3 separate regions of the Mus musculus genome follow, and regions 1 and 3 are each linked to region 2. The links are chromatin contacts, called in public HiChIP or PLAC-seq maps. All regions are on one chromosome and are shown on one strand. Each heading gives the region's core, a stretch centred on a gene start, on an enhancer-like site or on the middle of the called end of the contact. The rest is flanking DNA. Distances are from core to core; before and after follow the strand shown.

Region 1 (4,469 bases), core at 775-3,274, 650 kb after region 2:
ACTGTCTGGGAATGCTTAGGAGGTCTAACCTTGTTAGTGGATGTGTGTCATTGGCAGCAGGATTTGAGGTTTCAAAAGGCCAGGGGCATTTCCTGTGCTTCTCTTTCTTCCTTGTGCTCAGGGATCGAGATGTGAGCTCCCAGATACTGTTTTAGCACCGTGCCTGCCTGCCTGCCTGCCTGCCACCATGTTCTCTGACATGATGGCTATGAGCTCTACTCCTCTGAAACTGTAAATCCTCAGTAAAAACATTCTCTAAATTGCCTTGGTCATGGTGTCTTATCTAAGGAGGTGGAGGAGGAAGAAGAGGAGGTGGAGGAGGAAAAGGAGGGGGAAGAGGAAGAGGAAGAGGAAGAGGAAGAGGAAGAGGAAGAGGAGGAGGAGGAGGAGGAGGAAGAAGAAGAAGAAGAAGAAGAAGAAGAAGAAGAAGAAGAAGAAGAAGAAGAAGAAGAAGAAGAAGAAGAAGAAGAAAGTTGCGTGGCCTAGATCACTCACCAGGGTCAGGAATGGGGGCTGTGGCTTGCTTGGGGACCCTCTATGTCTCCCTCTTTGCTTCCTGGCTACTGTGACATGAGCGGCTTTACTGTGTCAGTCCTCCTGCCTGTCACGATGCTTTGCATCTTCAGACACCTATAGCAGTTCAGCAAGATGACTTAGGACTGAAACCTTAGAGACTGAGACAATGCAAATTATTACCCTTTAAATTGGTTTCTTTTTTAGTGATAAACAGTTGACACAGTTGCCTCAAAATTCCTAATACTGTGGGTGATGGTGGCTCATGTCCTTAATCCTAGCACTTGGGAGGCAGAAGCAGGTGGATTGCTGAGTTTGAGGCCAGCCTGGTCTAGAGAGTGAGTTCCAGGACAGCAAAGGCTACAAAGAGAAACCCTGTCTCAAACAACAACAACAACATGTCTTGATAATGATAATTCTAAAAGAAGACCTGGCAGGTCTGAGAGGATCTATATTGAGCATAGATGGATTGAGCTGAGAAGACCCGCCCAGTGTGTGGGACATCATTCCCTGGACTGGCATCCTGGACTGCATAAAAAGAGCCAGACACAAGCACTGATTGCTCTCTGCTTTCCTGACTGTGCCCGCATAGTGATCAGCTGCCTCAAGCTACCGCATCAAGATGGATTACTCCCTTGAACTGTGGACCAAAATAAACATTTTCTCCTTTTAGTTGTGGTTGCCAGAGTATTTTATCACAGCAACAGGAAAAGTTACTCAGGTAGCTTTTGATTAGTCAAGCTTTAGGGAGCTTTTATTTCTGGTTCCTCAGAAGGAGGCACACAGTGAGGGCAAAATCACTAGGCTGCTTTTATTTCATAAAACTTTCATAGATTCCCCAAACTCGCAGCTCGGCTGCGGACTGAACTCATACTTTCTCTCTGATAGTGAGACATTTTTGGAGTGTGGCCTATTGGTCCTGATTTTAGGGCCAAATAGGTGTTTCTCAACTGTTTCTGTCCAAAGGTGAGCTAAAAGTTATCTACCTTTGACACAGGCCAGTTCCTGTTTGTGGGTGGGGCACACCCAGTTAAGTGGGCAAGCCCACGGAGGTCCTGCAACCCTTTGCTTCCTTGAGGACACCTCAGCTGAGCGTCTCGTTTCACACAGAACCAGGCTGTCGTGGGCCTTCCTTCCTTCTGTGGTTGTGCTGGAAGACGTCATCAAATTGTCTGTCCACGCGCCAGATTCCTCTGGCCACTGAGCACTCCCCGACACGCGTCGCTTCCAGTAAGGCGAGCGCAGCGCAGCGATTCAGTGCCACCTGTTGAACCCAGAGCGCGCCCTCCTCACCCCACCCAAGTCCCCTGCCACCGGCTCCGGAGGATCTTTGACAAATTGGAGGAGGCGGGGCCTCGCGAAGGAAAAGCTTAGAGGAAAAGACCCGGAAAGAGGCGCGAGACCGCAGTGGGAGGTGCGGCCCCGCCCCCGCCAGGGCGCGCCGCGGGAGCGAGCGGGTCCAGCACGCGCGCGCGCCCGGGCGCCTGACGTGGCACTAGCAACCCAGAGCGACTCGGCGGCGGCGGCGCGGGGCGCGGAGCGTGCAGAGCAGGTACGGCAGACGCGGGGCGCAGGGCGCAGGGAGGAGGGTGGGGAGGAAGGGGAGCCACAGGTACAGCAGGTTCGGGCTGAGGGTGCGGAGCGTCCACACGCGGCTGCACCGCGACTCCCCATCAACTTGGCTCTCTGGTTCCCGGAGGAGGAGAGGGCTGGAAATATTCCGAGGGAAAATGGCAACTACAGTGTTCAGCTCCGGGACATCATTAGAGGGAAACGCGAACTTGTCCCGGGTGACAGTGGAAGGGGAAGGGTGTCTTTGTAGAATCCGAGCGCTCGGGGTTTGGATTCGAGGCCGGTTTGTGCCAAGTGGCTCTCTGCCATGTCGCCGCTTGCAGCTGAGTCAGGTTTCTGCAACTTGGTGTACTGGGTGAGGAAGTTTGACGTGGCAGAGAAGGGTGAGGAAGCGAATTCCTCCCAGGACCAGGGAAGAGGGCTGGGCGGCTTCCAGTCCCCTGCTGTGAGCATCGCTGTCCCGCTCCCCTTCCGCAGCTGCTGCGTGGGTGCGCCGGTGCGGTCTTCTGAAGGCTCTGGGCTGCACGGGGCCAAGCGACTGCCACGTCTCTCTAGGCGCAGTGGGAGGAGGGAAAGTGTTGTCAGGAACACAGTGAACTAGAGACCTTTGTCTGCCTTTCTGTCCTCCGTTAGCAAGACAGTGACCTCATCATACTCATGGTTGCTACTCGGAAGCTGAAGGTTTAATATGAAAACAAAGCTAAATCATGGATGTTAGTCTTCACGTTTGAAATTTGCATGCCATTTCCAGAATAAAGAGATCCCACGTCTTACTTAGAAGGTATTACTAATCTTTACCTTAAACCACTACCTTAAACCGCAGCAACGAGAAAGAAAGGAGAGGTACCCAAATGCTTGATGGAGAAACTGGAAAGAAACTAGAGAATCAGGGTTTCACAACTAATATGGCTTTTGGACACTTCATTTTCTAAAACAGAAAACTGAGGCCCAAAGAACCTCTTCAGTTTACTGTGTCACAAAGCTTTGCATGGGCAGATAGGAAACAAATCATAATTCTTTTGCCAGGCTTCAGAGCACCTCCTGTCTTGTAACAAATGTTTTTTTGAAAGCCAGACATGGTGGCACACACCTTTAATCCCAGCATTGGGGAGTCAGAGGCAGGCAGATCTCTTTGAGTTCGAGGCTAGCCTGGTCTACAGAGTAAGTTCAGGACAGCAAGGACTACAAGGGAAACCTTGTCTCTGCAGAAACCAACCAACCAAATAAACAAAAGTATCTTTTAAAAACCTCTCTAGGAGATATCTGTTTTAGCAAAACATGGAAACATAAAGTGTAAAGCTAATTGGCATTTGGGCTCTGAATAGAGTCAAGATGGGACTGTTATATTTGTGATTGTTTATGACTACCCACATATGAAAGGCTTTTTTTTTAGCTCCTTAAATATAGGTGCCTATGTTCTTAGAGGTGTGACGTCATCTAAGTTAGAGAGAAGCCCTAGCATCTTGGACGGAGATGGTTGGAGCTGCCACTGGCTTGTCCCATTATGACTCACAAAGACTATCATCATGTCTATCTCAGGTTATATTTGTTGGACTATGGCTTTTCCTTGTCTTAAGTACAGATTAAGTAGACTAATTAGAAGGCACCAGGAAGATCCAGGTTGTGAAGCATCAGACTGCTTGTAATCATGGTGGTCAGTCAGTTGAACGGCATGGTGCGCTCTCAAAATGTGACCATGGAAACCAAGATGCAGAGTTGTAGGAATACTAATGAGAGACTGTTCAAAGCAATTCAGGCATCCAGGGGAAACGTGGTAGCAATTACTATTCAGATCTGTGCCTGTGAAATTTCCTGGGACCCCCGAAATGACATTACTGGATTCCTAAGAGATGTCTTAAGCCATATTCAGGGGATAATAACTATGATAAGAGTGTTGTATAAAATGAAGATTATTTCCAGAATGGACACACTTACTTTTCTTCAAGACATCTGATATGTTTCTTGATTGCGTTTCTATTTTTAGTAGCATTTGATATCTAAAATCCTCTTGCTAACTTCTCGCCTTTACTTCTGCAGGGTTATTCTGCAGTAGCTCTTCTTTGGAATGATATTTTCATCATGAGCCAACAAGGCTATGTGGCGACACCCCCTTATTCTCAGTCCCAGCCTGGAATGGGTATCTCTCCCCCTCACTACGGACACTATGGGGACCCGTCCCATGCATCCTCTCCACCAGGTAAATTATTCTTTTTACTTATATATGACTATTCAATCCTCAGGCTTAGAGACGTGGGATATCTTAGTTGGTAGTCATTGAGTGAAGCCGTGGTTTGATATAACAGCATCATTTGGAGAGCCTCGTACAGCAAAACACGCACTTATCTCACAGATCTACTTCTTCAACGTAGACTTCTTCATATCTT
Region 2 (4,888 bases), core at 685-3,184:
GTGATGAGCCTCATAAGTGTCTGAGCTACAGCTCCAGGAGATCTGATGCCCTCTTCTGGCTTCTTTGCCAGATATACCCACAGTCAGTCACAAATAAATACATGAATTTAAAATTAAAAATAAGGGGCTAGAGATACGGCTTGCTGTCTAGTATGTGCGAGGTCCTGGGTTCAATCGCCAGGCACCAAAGAGATAAAAAATGTTGTAAATAGAAAATAAAACTATACCCATCTCCATTCACTGATGACACTGTAACCATCACAGAATGTACGTTTAAAAGGGAAAACCCTTAGTCCCAGCAACTGGAGAGAGTCAGGTGGATCTCTGAGTTTAAGGACAGCCTGGTCTATATTACGAGTTCCAGGCCAGCCATGTTTATAGTGAGACTGTCTCAAACAAACATAAAAGTAAATGGGAAAGGACCAATAATGCCTGAAATTCTAACTGATGTTACATGATTCGTTTACAAATGACGCTCACCATTATCAGAACAATCAAGTGGAGAGGCTCCTGAGGTATTTTGTCTTGATGGTTATGTTTGCAGACTGGGCAAACACTTCTGCAGAGTGCTACAGGACAGATTCCTGGGGCAGGGTTAAGTGGGTGACTAGATGAGCTTTTAAGTGTCACTTCTAAAATTCCCAATCTACAGCACGTGGAAAAGGAGAAAACATTCGGCCTCGCGACTAAACGATCTGTTTCGAATCCCAGTGAGCGTACATACTCGAAACTTGTCCCTCCTCTCCCGCTACAGAGATTCCCGGAGATTTTCGCAAACAAAGGCACGGAAAATATGCACAGGTGGGATAAAAAGGGGAGTGGCAGAGGCCAGGCGGCGCTCGCTCGAGACAGCGCCCCCACGCCGCCAATTTTCCCGGCCGCACCTGAGAAATCACTGCCATGCACACCTCCACCCTCAGGTGACGGCGTCCGGAGCGAATTCCTCGACCTATAACCCTCCGCCTGCACCTTGGTCGGACATTGGGTATTGTCTGCAGCCTCCAGCGCCCAGGAAAGGCACGGAAGAAAGAGAGAGAGAGAGAAAAAAGAGAGAGACAGACACACACACACATACACACACGAGAGAGAGAGAGAGAGAAAGAGAGAGAGAGAGAGAGAGAGAGAGAGAGAGAGAGAGGAGAGAGAATAAAGAACGAGAGGGAAATCAAGCGATCGGCAAGCCGCGCGCTCCTTTCGCCAAAATGAGCGTCCCTTCCTCGATCCCACTACCTAATTCGGGTCACAAAAGCAGACCCGCCAGCCCAGAGAGGCTGCAACCGGAGCTGGCCGGCGCGGAGTCGCGGGCGCCCTAGGTCCCGAGCAAGGAGGCAGCAAGAGAGGGAAATGGGCGTGTGGGTTGGGCCTGGCTGGCCCCAGGCCGGGCTGGGAACAAAGCCGCCCGGCTCCCCCTACCTGGAGCTGGGGCGTCGCCCAGGCGCGCGGCGCGGGGATCCGAGCGGCGCCCCTTCGGGACAATGGCTCCCTCCCCCGCCGTCGGGCGCGCGGTACAAAGGCGCGGCGCCCGGCCGGGCACCCGTCCGCAAAGTCAGGCAGAGGCTGGAGAGGGGACGGCAGCGGCCGTCCAGGGCTGCGGCCCGGGCCCCTCGGAGGGAGCCCCAGGCAGCCGCCCCGTCGCCTCCCCGCCCGCAGCCGAGCGGGCTCTCGCGGCACAAAGAGGCGCCGGAGTCCGCGGCGCGCCAAGCCCGGGGCTCCCGCCGACGGCGCGAGCCGCTCTGCTCCCCACACTCACCCACAGCTCGGTGCCCCAGCTCATGGCGGAACCTGAGGCGACTGGCGCCGGCCGGCTGCTCCCGCTGTCCTCTCTCGTCCCGACTTTCCCCTCCTCAGCGTCTGCCTCGAAAGCTGCCGCCACCACCACCGGGTTCCCCAGTGAGTGAGAGAGACACGACTGAAGCGAGCCGCCGCCGCGTCCCCGCCTCCCGGCAGCGGGGAGGGAGGGAGGGAAGGAGGGAGGGAGGGGGCCGGGGCCGAGGGGAGGCGGGACGGCGGGGAGGGGGCGGGCCGCGGTGCACCCTGGGATCGGGGCGGGCCCGCACTCGCGCGCGCGGGGGCCGGCGGGGGTCTCCTCCGAACAGCTCGCCCGGGGCGGGGATCCTCGGACCCTCGGCGGCGTCCGCTCCGGCCTCCGGGCTCAGCAAAAGCCGCACTCAGACTCCCGCTCCAAGATGGAGAGCCAGGGAGGACGCCCACGGTCCCTGCCTTGCTCGGAGACCCCCCCCCTCAAAGGAGGCGACCCCACACGTCAGCGTTCTTTGCGGAGCCCTGACAAAGAAACCACGTCCAGACGTTGGAGCAGAGGGGTGTGTGCGTGTGTTTAGTTAAAAAAAATCTGCCTTCGTAAGGTAACTTCTCCGTCCAGGCTTGGCGCTTCAGCCTGGGATCCCCGGGAACCACAGACCTGTAGAGGTCAAACGTCCAATGTGAATGCAACGTGTCACACGACGTGTCTGGTTTTTGTTTTTGTTTTTAATAAAGCATTTTGATTTTATTGTAAGTTCTTTCGGGAAACCTTTTTTTCTTTTTTTTAAGAGGCAAGCGATCCCGTAATCTTTTGGGGACGTTGCCATGGTAAAAGATAAGACTTGGTGGAAAGCGAACCCGACTGACACCTGCAGGAGGTGAGACGCTGCTGAGCTTGCCTGAATTCTAGGCTCGTGGCTACCTCCAGGGACCGGTCTCTCCCTCCTCACAGCCCTTCAACAACCTGTTCAGAGCCTGAGGCGTCTCTTGCCTCCGATAGGAATCTTGGCTGCAGACGACCTCTTGCTTTTAGCTGTGCTGAGTTATTTCCCAGCCTGCCTCCACTGGCAGTCAGCAAGTTTGGCTGGTGCTACTAGATACCGCGTACAGTCTGCTCACTAACTCCCCAGCATATGCTTTAGTATTAATTGCTTGTCGCTTAAAACACACACATTTTCACTCTAGAACCAGTAGAGTACTCTTCAGTGAGTCATGACAACTGAATGCTTCAAGGTCCCCCCACCAACGGACGTCTTATCAGCCTTGAAACTCCTCCCTACGGGACCGGGACCGGGACCAACACAGGTGTTCCAGCTTCTTCCGCCCCAGCCTTCCTGTTTACCTAGTTCTGCTCCCCATTGAAGTCCAGGCAAATAGCCAGAGCTCTCCAGGCAGTCTAACCACCACTCACCAAATTCTTTGCTATCCTTTTCTGAGGTAGGCTGAGCAAATGAATACTCTCTTCTAATTAGGTTAAGGCCGGTCTTTTTTTTTTTTTTTTTTTTTTTTAATGTTCTTTGAAAGTCGCTGAAGCCAAGTGTGATGACGCACACCTGTAATTTTAGTGCTCCGGAGGGGAGAGGCGTAACTACAGGAGTCAGAGGCTAGCCTGGGTTACAGAGTGTGCAGTGGTTGGAGGGTGGGGGTGGGGTGTTGGTAAGAGAGAATATCTTCCTAAGAAATAACTTCTTTCCACCATTTTTCTGGATTTCTCTATTTCAAAAAGGCCTGTCTCTGTCAAAGTATGTCTTCTAACAGTCACCTCTCCGGTCTCACTCTCACTCTCTAGATAGTATGAAGTTACTGTAGCAATGTCTCCTTTAGAGCTATTCCAGTTCTAAGATGTAACTTACCTACGCTCTGCCGTGGAAGCTAAGAAAGACCTAAGGACCATAATTCAAACCAAAATTACACCTCTAAGAGGCAGAGAGCAGGTGAATCTCTGAGTTCAAGACAACCTGGTCTACATGTGGAGTTCCAGGATAGCCAGGGCTACATAGACCGTGTCTCAAAAAAAAAAGTAAAATAAGCTATTAGTCATATTAACACTATACTATCAACATAATTCCCCAATAAAGCATAAAGTTTTGTCTTCAAGCTGAGCCATTTTCCTTTCCCTAAAACTTCTGAATAGGACTTCACAATTTAAACAACTCACTGCCTTAAAAGTAAAAGCAGATTTTGAGCTGAGGTTATGGGTAAAGCACTTGCCCAGCGTGGATGAGACCTTGCTTAGAGTTCAATTTTCAGGTCTGGAAAAAACAACGACAAAAAACACAGAACCCTAGATTTGAATTAACTAAAACCCAAGCAGCTGGCTACACCTGTGCTACACAGTGTAATTTTTAAAAATTACATCATCAGTTTTAACTACTGTAGCCTGGTCTGCCATGTTCAACATCTTGGGCACCACAAAAATAAAATCAAGTTCTTACAATACAGGAATAAAAGTGTCTATTGTTATATTTTGTTTTAAAAACTAATATTAATCAAAAGTAAAAACATATACTATCTAAGTCCTTGTTCCTAAAATAGTTGATATTTAGCTAGGCAGAGATGTTTTACACACACAAATGCTATTTGTCATGCAGCCAAATGCTATTTCACAGAGGTTTTGTGGGGGAATTTGGGGTTTTATTATCATTGTGTGTAGTATGTGTCTTAGTTAGAGTTTTACTGCTGTGAACAGACATCATGACCAAGGCAACTCTTATAATGACAACATTTAATTGGGGCTGGCTTACAGGTTCAGCGGATCAGTCCTTTATCAAGGTAGGAACATACCATTGCCCAGGCAAGCATGGTGCAGGCAGCGCTGAGAGTTCTTCATCTCTATCTGAAGACTGTTAGAAGACTGGCTTCCAGGCAGTTAGGACAAAATTCTTATAGCCCACACCCACAATGACACACTTCCTCCAACAAGGCCACACCTACTCTAACAAGGCCACACCTCCTATTATTGCCACTCTCTGGGCCAAGCATATTTAAACCATCACTGCGTGCATGATGGTGGTGCATGCTCCAATGTCCATGTAGAGGTGAGAGGACTGCTGTGGAGTCGGCTCTTTCACCTCTGCATGCGTCCTATCCATCAATGGTGCACCTCCAGGCTTACACTGCAGTCAAC
Region 3 (4,435 bases), core at 1,000-3,499, 730 kb before region 2:
ATGGATGTGCACTCCTTAAACACATCAGAGCCTCAAGAAGAGCGAGCAATACAACCTGTCCCCAGTTCTTCCTTCACCTAGGGACCCAAGATGCACCCTGCAGAATATGATAATGATGCCCATAAATGATTGTCAATAAACACCTACGATAGAAATTCTATGAAAGTGGCCAAAGTCTAAAATATTGGATTATGAAAATTTTAACAAAAAGACACGTTCCTCTAATGGGACTCTTTTGTCTAGTGGCCGCATGTGTTTCTGTGTGCCTTATCATCTTACCTTTCTAAAGTTTAACTCTTTTCTTCCTTGCTTCTGAGTGACAAGGGAAAGCTGGCCATTTCCTGCTTTCTCTTGGTCAGCTCTTGCAATTGACCAGATTTACTTTGTCCTAGTGTCCCAGAGCATCTGTCTTCCCAAGGCGCCCTCCAGCATGCAAGACAAGGCAGTATTATTGACTCGATAGCTTTTTTTTCCCTCCACTAAGGACTTGGCTCCTCTTTAAGTCATCTTAGTTTATTTGAGGGGAAATCCTAATGGCCCTTGATTTGTCACTGTTAGCACACTGTTACCGTGTTAGACGCCTGTGCTTGCCCACACCCCCAAGAAAGAAAAGATGCTAAAATTAATTCAAATAAAATCTCATGTAAAACTGATCAAGTTCCCAGTGCCAGCCCTCACGCACTGTCACCCTAAGGTATTCCAGGAATCTCTTCGGGGTGTCTGTCTGGAAGGCCTTTTTTCCATCACTGTCTACTTCAGATTGTCTGCCTCACTTTTACACCCTCTTGCTATTGTTCCAAACACAGAACCAACCCCTCTCCCCCGTTTCTTCTTTTTGAAGCGTGCTGGCTTTAGAAATCGGAGGCATCTGTTTTTCCTAGGGTACCTTTAGCTCATTCTCTGTGTGTGACACTTCTTCCTTTATTAGTTTGGAGCAGTCAATTCCTTTCCAGAACTGGACTCTTAAGAATCCTGAGATTGCCTTATTATCCACTTTGTCCCTAAGTCAGCCCTTTGTAGTAGTATCTGCTCTTCTAATCCTATTTAGCATCTTCATTCTGCTTTATAATCACCTCTCCCTGCTCCTCTGCCCCCTTTAAATGACTGAGCTGCACGTGACTTAACCTCCTCTTTCCTTCCTTACTTTAGCGTCTTGATTAATTAAGCCTGAGAGTTTCCTAGATTTCTTCTGACTAAGTAACAAGTTGTAAGAAAAAAAAGAAAACCAAACCAAACCAAACAAACCAAGCAAACACCAGAAACAAAACAAACTCTAAGATTTTCATTTGGGATTCAATCATTTTCTGCATGCCAAAAATCATGTGTAATAAACACATTGGGTTTTTAAAACTTGAAATTCTTCAGGGTTTTGTTGTTGTTGTTTGGGGGTTATTGTTTGTTTGTTTTTGAGACAGGGTTTCTCTGTGTAGCCCTGGCTGTCCTGGAACTCACTCTGTAGACCAGGCTGGCCTCGAACTCAGAAATCCACCTGCCTCTGCCTCCCGAGTGCTGGGATTAAAGGTGTGTGCCATCACTGCCCAGGTCAAATTCTTATTTTTATGAAACAATCTCACTTCCCCTTTCCACTCCACCCTATCATTATCTTTGGTTATAGAATGTGCTATGATCTTAAATAATCTTGATACTCATCACAATAACTTTCAAATGCCTTTACAGTTCTTATCTTGTTTTCCTAATATTTTTATCTAAGGCTAATACCTGCGCTTCTTGTGTAAGTTGGCATAAATATTTTCCCACCCAATCCAACCTTAGATGTGTGGTTTTTTTTTTCCAGGCTGAGCGTGGAGAGGGAAAAATTGAACAATTGCTCTGTTCTCACAATAACTTTGCAGACATTCTGGTATTCATATCAACCATGGAGCAATCAAAGAACGCCGTGAATAAAGCTATCTGCTTCAGAGCGAGACTTTGGGAGATAAAGGGGTTAAAATATGAGCTCCAGAACCCAAGAAAAGCAGCATTTCTCAGGGACTTCTATCGATTCCTCTGGGCCTGGGGGGGTGGGGGGTGGGGGGGGGGCAGGCCTCCTTTGTCGCAGGCCTGTTTCCTCTGATTGTCATTCATTCTGTATTCCTTCCTGCTCCTCTGTCATGGCTAATTGTCACACACACACACACACACACACACACACACACACACACACACACACACACACACACTGCAGGCTTTTAATTTCCTCCTGTTAGAGCCGGAACACTTCCTCAGCAATTTCTGACCCAGCAGGCTGGTTTCATTTCTACTCTCCCTTGGTTTGCCTGCCACCAAAATGGAAGTCCTGTTTCCTCTGTGGCTGCAACCAAACCCAGTCATTCTGGGACAGTCGTGGCGATAGGGAACTATGGCTAGCCTGGGTTCTGTGGTCATTTTAATGGACGTCCAGTTAGACCCACCGGTAAGGTTGGAAGCTGCCAGGGTTCACCATGGTCGCCTCAGCTCATCCTCCCAAACAGCCTTTTGGTTCATTTTATCACACACATATATATCTTCCAAATGAAAATTGTAATTTATTCTATGTAGCACATCCATCCACAAGAGAAATTTTCCAAGTGACATTTTGAGCAAGCCTCTTTTCAGAGAAAAAAAAAGACTGCGCTCCCCCCCCCCACCTCCACCCCCCACCCCCCACCTCCCACCGGGTCCTAAAGCCCAGGGGTAAACTAAAGACCTCCACCACGACTCGCAGACTCACCAATTGCCTTTGCCTTGGATTACAAACTGAAGCTTAATTTCTACAACCACAGCCTCTAAAACAAGCAAACAAGCTCCTTCCATCTATTAGACTGGAAACGGGGGGTTTTATATTAAATATGGAGCATTAGACAATGACACAATGTGGCGCAAACCCACTGATGATATGCGGCTCTCTTCCCGCGTGGCACTGATGCTTCTGTTCGCTTTTAGTGTAGGGTAAAGGGCCTGGAGTGTCTTCTGATGAAGTGGACTGGCCGCTTTTGTTTTAAGGATCTGATTACACCTGACAGAACTGAAACCGGACTCTGGCACAGCTCAGCCAAGCCTTATCTCCCACCAGCCACTCACTGCAGGAATGTCACTGACGGTGTCACCTTTGATTTCCCTTTGTACAATGCTTAGCATGGCAACAACAATTTAAAACAAAAAACAAAAACAAAAAAAAACCACAAAGCAAAAAGTTACTTTTCCCCTTCAAATTAGTTCCAAAATGACTTCTCCTTTCCACTTTTTTTTTTTAAAAATATGGGTCATCGCTATAAGATTTTCTTTTGAGTTTAATCTTGATGTCCCTGGGGAGAGAGTCTCATCGTTCAAGAATAATCTCATTTATTAAAAATCTGCCTAAGACAATGGTTCACATAACCTGGACTGGGGCAGTGATTTTGTGGTATTTGGACCCGGTGTCTACAAAAATATTTGTACACCAGATGCTGAAGTGTTTAGAGCAATCATCCCAAACAAGTTTTAAACGTTCACACACATAAAACACGGTAGGCAGAGAATGAGCATCACCAGTTTTTTTCCCATTGGTGCCGCATGAGTAATGCTTATTACTGGGTAGGAATTGTAAGGCACTGTCAGGTCTGAAAACTGCAAGTAGCGCTGAAAATATTTTCTCCTCTGTATAACACAGGCCGTAAGTACAACTCACTTTAACAGCTCGCCAACTAACTGCGCATGGCTTCTAAGAGCTTAGTTATAATGAAGCGTTTGCTGCGTAGACATGAGGACCCTAACCCAGATTCCGGAGGCCGTGAGAAATAGCGCAGTGTGGTGGAGATACACTTGTTGTTCAGTGTTTAAGGGGGCAGAGACAGCCACATCCCTGGGCTTTGCTCATCAGCAGTCCAACGTGATGAGAAAGCTCTAGACTCACTGAGATCCTGTCTCAATGAACCAAGTGGCTGAGCAATGACACCCAGGGCTCACCTCAGACATTCACTTGTATGATTACTGTACAGGCATGTGTGCACGCACTTAAAATCATCCTGCCGGTGACACTGTCTGGTCTGAGAGGAAGCCTGGTTAGACTGGATCAGCAGCCCACCGCCCCAGCCATAAATCCAAAATGGCTTCTCCCCAGGTTGATGTCAGGTTTTGTTGTTTTCTTTCGTGATGGAGACTAGAACCCAGAACTTTGGGCATGCTAAGTGGGTACCACTCAGGACATCTTCTTAAGCTTTTGACTTTGGTTTCAACAGTCAGTTCTCAGCTATGTGCTTTACAGGATGGGGAGGTGTACAAGGGCAAAAACTAATAGGAAAACTAAGTTTTTTATAGCTGGGGAATTTGCGGTATGTTGGTGGGAGGGCTGTCACTGATGTCACAGACTGTGGCCCTGCTCCATTAACCCTGGTTGATCATTTGTTGTCATATGAGAGCAGAGGAGGACTGTCTTCTGAAGATAACCTAGCGCTTGCTTGCCCATGGGTACACCTAG

What was found. HiChIP or PLAC-seq counts read pairs in DNA pulled down with a chosen protein or histone mark.
Region 1: an H3K4me3 HiChIP or PLAC-seq map of embryonic stem cells shows a contact between it and region 2, with 7 read pairs. The contact joins the promoter of Sec24d here to the promoter of Fnbp1l in region 2.
Region 3: a contact with region 2 is called in an H3K27ac HiChIP or PLAC-seq map of microglia, with 5 times the contacts expected there. The contact joins the enhancer-like site here to the promoter of Fnbp1l in region 2. A contact is called at or near these places in 3 of 39 promoter capture datasets (cranial neural crest, frontonasal cranial neural crest and hippocampal neurons), 17 of 115 datasets of contacts at active chromatin or transcription factors (the NIH/3T3 cell line, craniofacial prominence, differentiating embryonic stem cells and 10 more) and 3 of 9 other capture datasets (embryonic stem cells, liver and macrophages).

Annotation. Positions count from the first base shown.
Region 1 is chr3:123,265,472-123,269,940 of GRCm38.p6, forward strand. It overlaps Sec24d (Sec24 related gene family, member D (S. cerevisiae)), which reads left to right and starts at 2,025. Exons shown (of 23, transcript NM_027135.2): 1 at 2,025-2,065; 2 at 4,123-4,282. The coding sequence starts at 4,165.
Region 2 is chr3:122,617,780-122,622,667 of GRCm38.p6, forward strand. It overlaps Fnbp1l (formin binding protein 1-like), which reads right to left and starts at 1,935. Exons shown (of 14, transcript NM_153118.3): 1 at 1,751-1,935. The coding sequence starts at 1,774. Gm43568 (predicted gene 43568) reads right to left here. Exons shown (of 2, transcript NR_166115.1): 2 at 4,470-4,888.
Region 3 is chr3:121,888,557-121,892,991 of GRCm38.p6, forward strand. No RefSeq gene overlaps it. Among named protein-coding and RNA genes, the nearest start is that of Gm34050, 13 kb to the right of the region's middle. Within about 2 kb of position 2,250, at least 38 of the 459 cell types and tissues checked have an H3K27ac peak or open chromatin away from gene starts, as enhancers often do. A contact at or near this core is called in microglia, where this site is marked.